2 separate regions of the Mus musculus genome follow, and region 1 is linked to region 2. The links are chromatin contacts, called in public Hi-C maps. All regions are on one chromosome and are shown on one strand. Each heading gives the region's core, a stretch centred on a gene start, on an enhancer-like site or on the middle of the called end of the contact. The rest is flanking DNA. Distances are from core to core; before and after follow the strand shown.

Evidence for each region. A called contact is a pair of places that touch in the nucleus more often than the background predicts.
Region 1: a contact with region 2 is called in a Hi-C map of muscle stem cells, with 3 times the contacts expected there. The contact joins the promoter of Pcgf3 here to the promoter of Tmed5 in region 2. A contact is called at or near these places in 9 of 484 Hi-C or Micro-C datasets (CD4 T cells, the G1E-ER4 cell line, cortical neurons and 5 more), 4 of 115 datasets of contacts at active chromatin or transcription factors (the 230-238 cell line, the SCID.adh cell line, bone marrow-derived macrophages and 1 more) and 3 of 9 other capture datasets (adipose tissue, liver and macrophages).

The regions. Positions count from the first base shown.
Region 1 is chr5:108,459,285-108,463,318 of GRCm38.p6, reverse strand. Pcgf3 (polycomb group ring finger 3) reads right to left here and starts at 2,060. Exons shown (of 11, transcript NM_172716.5): 1 at 1,868-2,060.
Region 2 is chr5:108,129,995-108,134,183 of GRCm38.p6, reverse strand. Tmed5 (transmembrane p24 trafficking protein 5) reads left to right here and starts at 1,564. Exons shown (of 4, transcript NM_028876.3): 1 at 1,564-1,948; 2 at 4,069-4,166. The coding sequence starts at 1,760. Ccdc18 (coiled-coil domain containing 18) reads right to left here and starts at 1,270. Exons shown (of 29, transcript NM_028481.1): 1 at 1,186-1,270.

The DNA.
Region 1 (4,034 bases), core at 811-3,310, 330 kb before region 2:
CCAGCACTTTTAAGTGCAGCCTGACAGAGCAGAACTTCCACAGAGCAACACAGCCATTGTTGACCACCCAGGTCTGTGTGGGAGCTAGGCCACTCTAGAATGCCTTGCTTTCTTATCTTGAAACATATCAGGTTTTCAGTGAACATCTCAGTACCTGCCCTAGTGTCTCCCACAACAGTAAAAACACATCTCACTTTTCCACAAATATTGTGTTCTCCATGACAGACTGGCTGGGAAGATTTCAGAGAAACAAAAACTCTTTCCTTTCTAGGAGAGAAACAGGAGTGTGGGTGCTAGGTGTTCATCTATTCAAAAGGCCCTCAGTCCTCTCTGCTCACTGCCCTCACCTTCCTACCTATTCCTGGAAGGCCTCCTCCCCACTGGACACCTAGCCTCTAGCCTCTCTACACCACACCCTCAAGACCTGCTGGGAGAGGAGGAAGGAGGGTGAAGGTACAGCCACTGACCTGGGGTCAAGACTAGGGAAAGGCACAGTCCTGTAGGAGCTGGGGAGACCAGACGAAAGGCAACTTGGAGGCTTGGGGCATGAAGCAGCAAGCACAGGGCATGCCCTTGATACCTGAGTCCTTGGAGCCCAGCTGAGCTCCAACTTTGCCTTGCAACTGTGCTGAGAGCCTCACCCACTCTGTAACATCAAGAAGCTAGGGGACCTGTGGGGAGTGTAAGCACTTCATAGCAAAGGTTCCCTGTGGCTGGGCTGATCGAAACCTCCCAATGCCTAGTAGTCTTTTCAGCAGAGTTCGGGGGTCAATTACTAGAGTCCTAGGCCCTCCCTGCCTTAAAGTTCCAACTATTATCTAAGTAATCCCTGAGGACCATCCTCACGGTTCAGCTCCAAGGCTTTCATTTTAAAGGGACCCACCTTTGGTCCTGTTTGTCCTGAAGCCTATCTATATTCTGAACTCTCCTCACAGTTCACCCTCAGGGCCTCAAACTGCTCAAAGGACTGCCACAGTGGTCCAGATTCCTTTGAGCCAGCCTTGATTTCCCAGCTCTCTACAGCCGATTTGTCCCTGGGAGATCTGACCTTCCTATGGCCTTGTCCCAGCACCCTGGCCCTCTGTGGGGTGGTCTCAGGGTCTTAACCCTCCTCTGTAATCTATCATTAGTTGGCCCATCTAAGTGATTCTGCCATTTTCTAAGTCCTGCCAGGTCCTGGGAGCCATTCTTCCTCAATGACCTTTTCTAGACTCTTGTCAGGTCTCTAATACTGACCCTCCCCCAAGTGTCCATTCCAAGAGTCGGGGCTCCACCTGTCCTGGGGTCCCAGAACTATGGGAGAGCTGCCCAGTCCTAAGGACTGTTCAGTGAGTAGCCCTCAGTAATTCTGGCCTGGTCCTGGGTCCTGCCTGGTCTGCGGTCCTGATCCCCCTGGATCCAGCCTGGCCCAGACTCCTGTTCTTCCGGGGTCCTGTTCTCTGGAATCGTGCCTGGTGCCAGGTCTAGCCGGACTGAGCTCCTTGTCTTCCCTAGGTCCTGTTTTCTCGGGGTCCAGACTGCTCGGAATCCACCTCGGCTGCTGTTCTGCCTGGTCTAGGATTCTGCCCACCCCGGTCTAGCCTGGTCAAGGGTCCAGCCTTGTGCAGGCTCTTCCCCGGGTTCTGTCTGGTCCAAGGTCCCTGTCCTCCCTGGGTCCAGATTGTTCCGGGATCCAGCATGGCCCTGGGTTCTGCCCTCCCGGGGTCCAGACCTGCGAGAAGTCCTGGCCTTCTCGCAGGCTTTTAGGGTCCCGCCTCCCGGGCCTGCCGGGGGCGCTGGGCTCGCAGCCTTCTGCCGCCCATGGGCCGAGGCCCGCGGCCTGAGGAGCGGGCGCGCGGGCCAGGCCAGGCGGGGCGGGCTCACTGACCTGCGTCTCGGGCGGCGGGCGAGCGGGCGCACGCGGGGGCTCGCCGGGAGGGGGAGGGGGCGCCGCTCCCTCTGGGTCCCCCCCAAGAGGAGGAGAAAAAAGCCGTGCAGAGTTTAAAACAAAGAGGCGGAAATGCCCGAACCCAGCCGAGTGCGGAGTCGGGGGCGCCGCGGCTGGAGCATGCGCAGTGTGTGGCTCAGCTCCCACCTCGCAAACGAGAGAGGCGGGGCCTCTGAAAGGCGGAGCCTATAGGGGTGGGGTGCAGGAGGGGCCAGAGAGCGCAGGCGCGTGCAGGCAGCAATTGACTCAGGAAGCTGGCTCGGCGAGACAGGCAGGGTGGAGCTCGGGGGTGTGGTCACAGGTGAGAGGTGGGTCAGGAGGCGTGGTCAGAAGCACTACCTGGAGAAACTCCGCCGGGTTGTTCAGGACGCGCGCTGACAGGCAACTGCATGAGTTAGGAACGAAACCGGAGTATCTAGACCACGGGTTTCCTACCCCCATAAACCTTCTGCTTACATTTTTGTCCTTTCTTGGAATCACTGTGGACACAGAGAGACCCTTATGCTGGCCTTTCGGACCGTGGAAACCCACAATTTGTCCGTTGTCCACTGTGCATTGTGACTGGCAGAGGGCATAAACTGAGAAAAGAAAGTCTGTTCTTGTTTGTTTGTTTGTTTGTTTGTTTACTTGTATTTTCGAGAAAGGGTTTCTCTGTGTTGCCCTGACTGGTCTCGAACTAACATAGATCCGCCTGCCTCTGCCTCCCAAGTGTTGGGACTAAAGGAATGCCCTACCATGCTGGACTGGAAGTCTGTTCTTAGGAAACAAAGTGGTTGTGGCAGCTGTATGCTAGACAGGCGGTGGGACAAGGAAGCAGCAAGGTGGCCAACCAGCAGGTGTTTGGGAGAAGGGGCATGCAAAGAATGAGGTTGAAAGGGGTTATCGCCTTTAATCCCAGCATTTGGGAGGCAGAGGCAGGTGGATTACTGAGTTCGAGGCCAGCCTGGTCTACAAAGCGAGTTCCAGGACAGCCAGGGCTACACAGAGAAACCCTGTCTCAGAGAAAGAAAGAAAGAAAGAAAGAAAGAAAGAAAGAAAGAAAGAAAGAAAGAAAGAAAGAAAGAAAGAAAGAAAGAAAGGAAAACAGAATAGGCACCCAGGAAGGCAAATATACTCTACTGAAGCCTGGCAGCCTTTGTATCACAGAGAGACTACTGATGGGGGAGAAGGTTGAGGGAGAGTCCTAGAATAATGGAGGATCTGGTGTTGGTATTAGAGGTAGCAAAGAGGTACTGTTGAGAAGACCATGAGCAGGCCTGGACTTAGGGCACAGATCTCAGGAAGTCATCTAGCTTGACAGACAGCTAGACCCTTAAACCACTTGTCTTCACATGGGCTTGTCATGCCTTAGGTAAGACCATATTCAGATGTCATTCTAGGTCCAGGATTCAGACCTTGCTTCTGTGTCTATCAGGGATACCTTCAGGGAACTCTCGCTTTACACAACCTCTGGTTTCTCCTGAAAGTTGTTGCCCACTTTAGGCCCCCACCTTCCAGCGCTGAAGTCTTCCTCTAACTAACAGCTGACACATTAGAATCCAGCTATGTGTCCCTTCCCCAATCCTAACCCTGTATCCCTAGGTGAGCAGATAGCTTTCAACTAGTATCCTTGTGTTTTGTCCTTGCTCCCTGACTACTTTCAGCACAAAATAGTGGCTTTTATAAAGCATTAATTGGGGGGAAATTCCCTGCTCAAAACCCACCCAGTGGCTTTACCTAGGACAGAAACCAGATTTCTGGAGACTAGAAGAGACCTGAAATCATGTGACTGTCTTGATACTAAGTTCACAGGTACATGTATATATTTTTGTTCAGCCAAGCAAATGAAGAAACCTGAAATTATGGTGCTCAGTTTGATGATAGGGGAGGGAATGCCTTCTTCCTTACTTCTGTCTCCAGCTAGCCTCTCTGGGGTACTTGGTAAACCCTCTGTTCTCTGTAATGATGGTCTTCACATCACCCACCCACCTAGGCTGCTGTCTTAACCCAGAACAGAGTGAACTGACCCTATATCTCTTTTTAAAAAAAACATTTCAAAAGATTATCTTTATTTTAATTGTATGGGTGTTTTTGCCTGCATGCATGTCTGTATACCACATGTGTGCAG
Region 2 (4,189 bases), core at 315-2,814:
TCAGAGGATCCCAAACACCCACAGACACAGAGTAAAATTAATATTCTTGAAATCACAGTAAAGGATGCTTTATTATTGTAATTACTAAAATAAAAACTAAAAAGTTTTAGAATTTCCACTCCTACTATAGAACTTTCTGCATAATCTTACAATTTCACTTCTCTCTCATATTCCATTTAATTTTTTTTTCACTGTAGCACCTCTTTCATTGCCTTTCTTAAAATTTGGGTTACAGATATTATTAATTCCCACCTATTATGTTCAAGAGTGTAATGCACTTAGGAAAACTCAATTATTTTGAACGGATAAATGAATAAACTGCCTTCTCCCTCCCTCACTCAGGTAAAAACGGTCCTGGTACATTAATTTCCCACGCAAAATTTCTCAGGAGTAGGGTGGATTGGAAAAAAAAACAAAAACAAAAAAACACCTCGCACCTTATTGGAAAAAGTTGAGGCCTAAAATTAAACGAGATATTTTGTAGATGTAAATGTTTCTACCCTTTTCTACCCTGTTTCTGGTTTTCTTTTTAACAAATTTGCTTCTGCATAAGCTGGAAGACTTCCCCAGTCAGTGGCTCAGGAATCCATGCTACTTCACATCTATGCAACATCTCTAGCTTCGTACAGAATAATGGAGGAGAGAAAAGAAGAAACTTGAGACTAGAAAATGCTGATCAGTACTGTAGGACACCATTTAAGTCAGGCTTTTACGTTCAGCAACTTGTGCATTTTCACGTAAGAATTTTCTAGCCGTTCAGAATTGGATACGTCTGGTATTTAAACATCCTCATTTTCCTACGTTTACCTGTAGTATGTGTACGTAGAAAGGCTTATCATCTTACCTATAGGGCGGCCCTGACAACCGTATCTTCAAGTCTAGTGAAAAATGAGTTCTCACACACGCACACTCATCGAGCGAAGGACAAGCACTTTACACTCTATAAAATCCTGTGACAGGACTTTCCGCTTGAGAAAGAGTACATGGTTTTATACAGTATTTTATTTCAAGAAAGAGGTCCTCCATCTGCCTGTAGGGAGTAGAGCAAAGTCTGGCAGCCTCCTTTCCGATTCTGCCTCAAATAAAAGAAAACGCCTCACAAGCAGGCCAGGCGCAGGTCGACTGTCCCAAGAGAAAACAAACCCCTCGGGAAAGCCCTTTTCCAGCCAGGAGGCGTTTGCTCACCACCCAGATCGCAGGCGGGGTTAGCGTCCCCAGACCACGGCGCACCGCGAGCCTCCTCTGCGCTCGGAAGCCTGGGACACTCTCGCAGCCCACGACATGGAAGCCTCTGACTCTCGATGAGGAGAACCAGCGAACCTCCGAGGCGCCGAGTTCGAACCGCCGCGGCAGCCGTTGGGACCCGCCTCCCGGGCCCCGACCCCGCCCACCACGCGGGGCTCTGCGAACGGGAGCGGGGCGCAGGGCATGCCGGGAAATGAGTCTGGAAGCGCGGATGAGCGGCGTGCCGTGGTCACCTCGGACTACATTTCCCGTCGTTACCCCCGCCAACGTTGATTGGCGTGTGTGAGGGAAGCCGAAACCGACAAGTCTGGTGTGAAGGAAGGATGCGAAACCCAGAAGGCAGCCGAAAGGGGACGCTGGCCCCGCCCTCGCCCGGCCCAGTGGAAGGCAGTGCTTCCACCTTCCAAGAGAGTGAGGCTCGCCGCTGCCTGAAGTTCCCTCAGATCGGGATTTCAAATCGGAGACACCAGTATCCCGCACCTCCCTACACGCGTCCAGGCAGAGATCGACAGGGATGGGCGGCAGGATGTGGCTGCCATTCCCCGTGCTGCTCCTGTCCGCTCTGCCCGCAGCGTTGCTGCGCGGGGCGGCCGGCTTCACACCCTCTTTGGACAGTGATTTTACCTTCACGCTGCCGGCCGGCCGGAAGGAGTGTTTCTACCAGCCCATGCCCCTGAAGGCATCGTTGGAGATCGAATACCAAGTAAGTGCGGAAGTGGGCTAGCCTTCCTTGGGCCGGGCCGCACCACATGGTCGCCTCTCACCTACTTGGAAAAGGTGGGACAGCGACCGAGGTGAATCCGAGGAGGGTCTCCTGGGAAACTGGCCTGCTTGGCGCAGGCGTACTTAAGCGGGGCTCCTGGGAGCCTGGAACTCACAAGTTTGGCCAGTCCTAAAATTGACACCTACCCTCTCTCTTCCCTTTCCTCTGGTCGGAAAGAGGCCAGCACTGGTGACGTCAATGGCGTTACTCTTTGTTTCTTAATTCCCCCAAGCCATTTCAAGCTAGTTTACATACCCTACAGTTCTGAGAAGTTCGCTGTAAGGGGTTGATACACGTTCTTCTTTATTATTGGACGAAGTGATAACACTTGTTTGACTCACTCTCACCACTTTCACCAAATCCCGATATTATAAAATCGGCACGATGTTTTGAATTGTGGCTGGGCAGTGGTGGCACACGCCTCTAACCCCAGCATTCCCGTGGCAGAGGCAAGTGGATCTCTGAACAGTCAAGGCTGCATAGTGAAACCCAGTCTTGGGAGTATTGAATTGTGTCCATGCGAAGATCTCTAAGTCAGATTTTGAAATGTGTTGAAATGGACTGTTGCTGTATTTAGTGGTACATTGTCATCCCGGGTGTACATCCATCACTTTGAAATCAAATAAGATAATAGTGTATGACCTTTCTTCCATTGAACTTTGTCAGCTTTCTTCCCGTGTCATTGTTTTCTTTTTAGTATCAGCAGAATACGCTTATTATTAAATCTTTTTTTAATTCTTATGTAAAACTTTTATATGTGGAGCCTTTGGGATTATTTATAGATGTTTACAGTAATTACAGGAAGTATCTAAAGTCATAATATACAAAAATCTCAGCACAACTAAGGTTACAGCTTAATATTTCTTGATTTCCACTTGTGAACAAAAGTTTAGCATTTACTGAACAATTAATGTATGCAAGGAATTGTTCCAGGAGGAGGAACAAACTGAGAAAAACCTGGTTCTCAGGAGTTTGGGGGTTCATAGGCAGGCTTTGTTTGGGCTTGATGGGTTTGGTAGGCTGTGGTTGGATGGATGGTTGGTTGCTCTGGTTTTTGTGACAAGGTTTCAACTATGTATCCAATGGCATTGAATTCAGTATTTAGCCCAGGCTAGCCTCCGATCTCACAGGAGTCCTTCTCTAAGTCGTGTCCTCCCCCCCCACCCAGGACTGGTATTACAGCATGAACCATCACATCCTACAGGCAATTTGAATAAAGCATGATTTTTGGTTTTCAGAGAATAGGATTGTTGGAGAAAATAAAAATAAATCTGAAAATGAGTTAAGAATGCAAGGAATGAGGCCAGTTTTAGAAAAGGGAAGAATTGACTAGACATTGTGATTGTAGGATGTATAGTTTAAGTGTTCCGAGGCATACTATAAGTACTGGGGTTTTATTAGCTTTGAAGACTGTCAGGTCTTAGGGTAGGAGTAGCAAAGGAAGAAAATAGACCACACATCGAGGCAACGCAGAAGGGACCATAAATGTGTTTTGTGATGAATACCTTTTCCCTTATTTTTTGCAAGGCCATGTAAGATTAAGCAGATAGGTAGGTAGACTGTGAAAGGCAGATTTAAAGGAAGTAAAACTAGGCACAGGGAAACCAGCTATGGGTTTAGTGAAAGAATCTAGGTAAGAAAAGAAATTTTATTCATCAGAACTTTCCTTGCAAGCAAGCATGGTACTGTATGCTGATAATTCTAAATACTCAGGAGGCTAAGAGAGGAAGATGACAAGGTAAGGCTAGCCTGGGCTATGTAATAAGACCCTGTCTCAAAAGTAAGTTGGAGCACAATACAGGATGTCAACCTCTGGCCTCCACGTGCACATCTTTTAAATGGGGATGCATGCCTTTAATCCCAGCACTCCGAAGGAAGCAAAGGCTGGCCAAGCCTGGTTTTCATAGTGAGTTCCAAGACAGCCGGGGCCACATAAAGAGACCCTGTTTCCAATAAATACATTAATAGATAAAATCTTTTTAAAATCTTGACATCACATGGTTTATTTGATAGAACTTTGTATTTTCAAAGTTTGTAATATGTATTTTTCTCTTCTCTAGGTTTTAGATGGAGGAGAATTAGATATTGATTTCCACCTTACCTCTCCAGAGGGCAGAACCTTAGTTTTTGAACAAAGAAAATCAGATGGTGTTCATACGTAAGTTGATTGAGACACTGGGG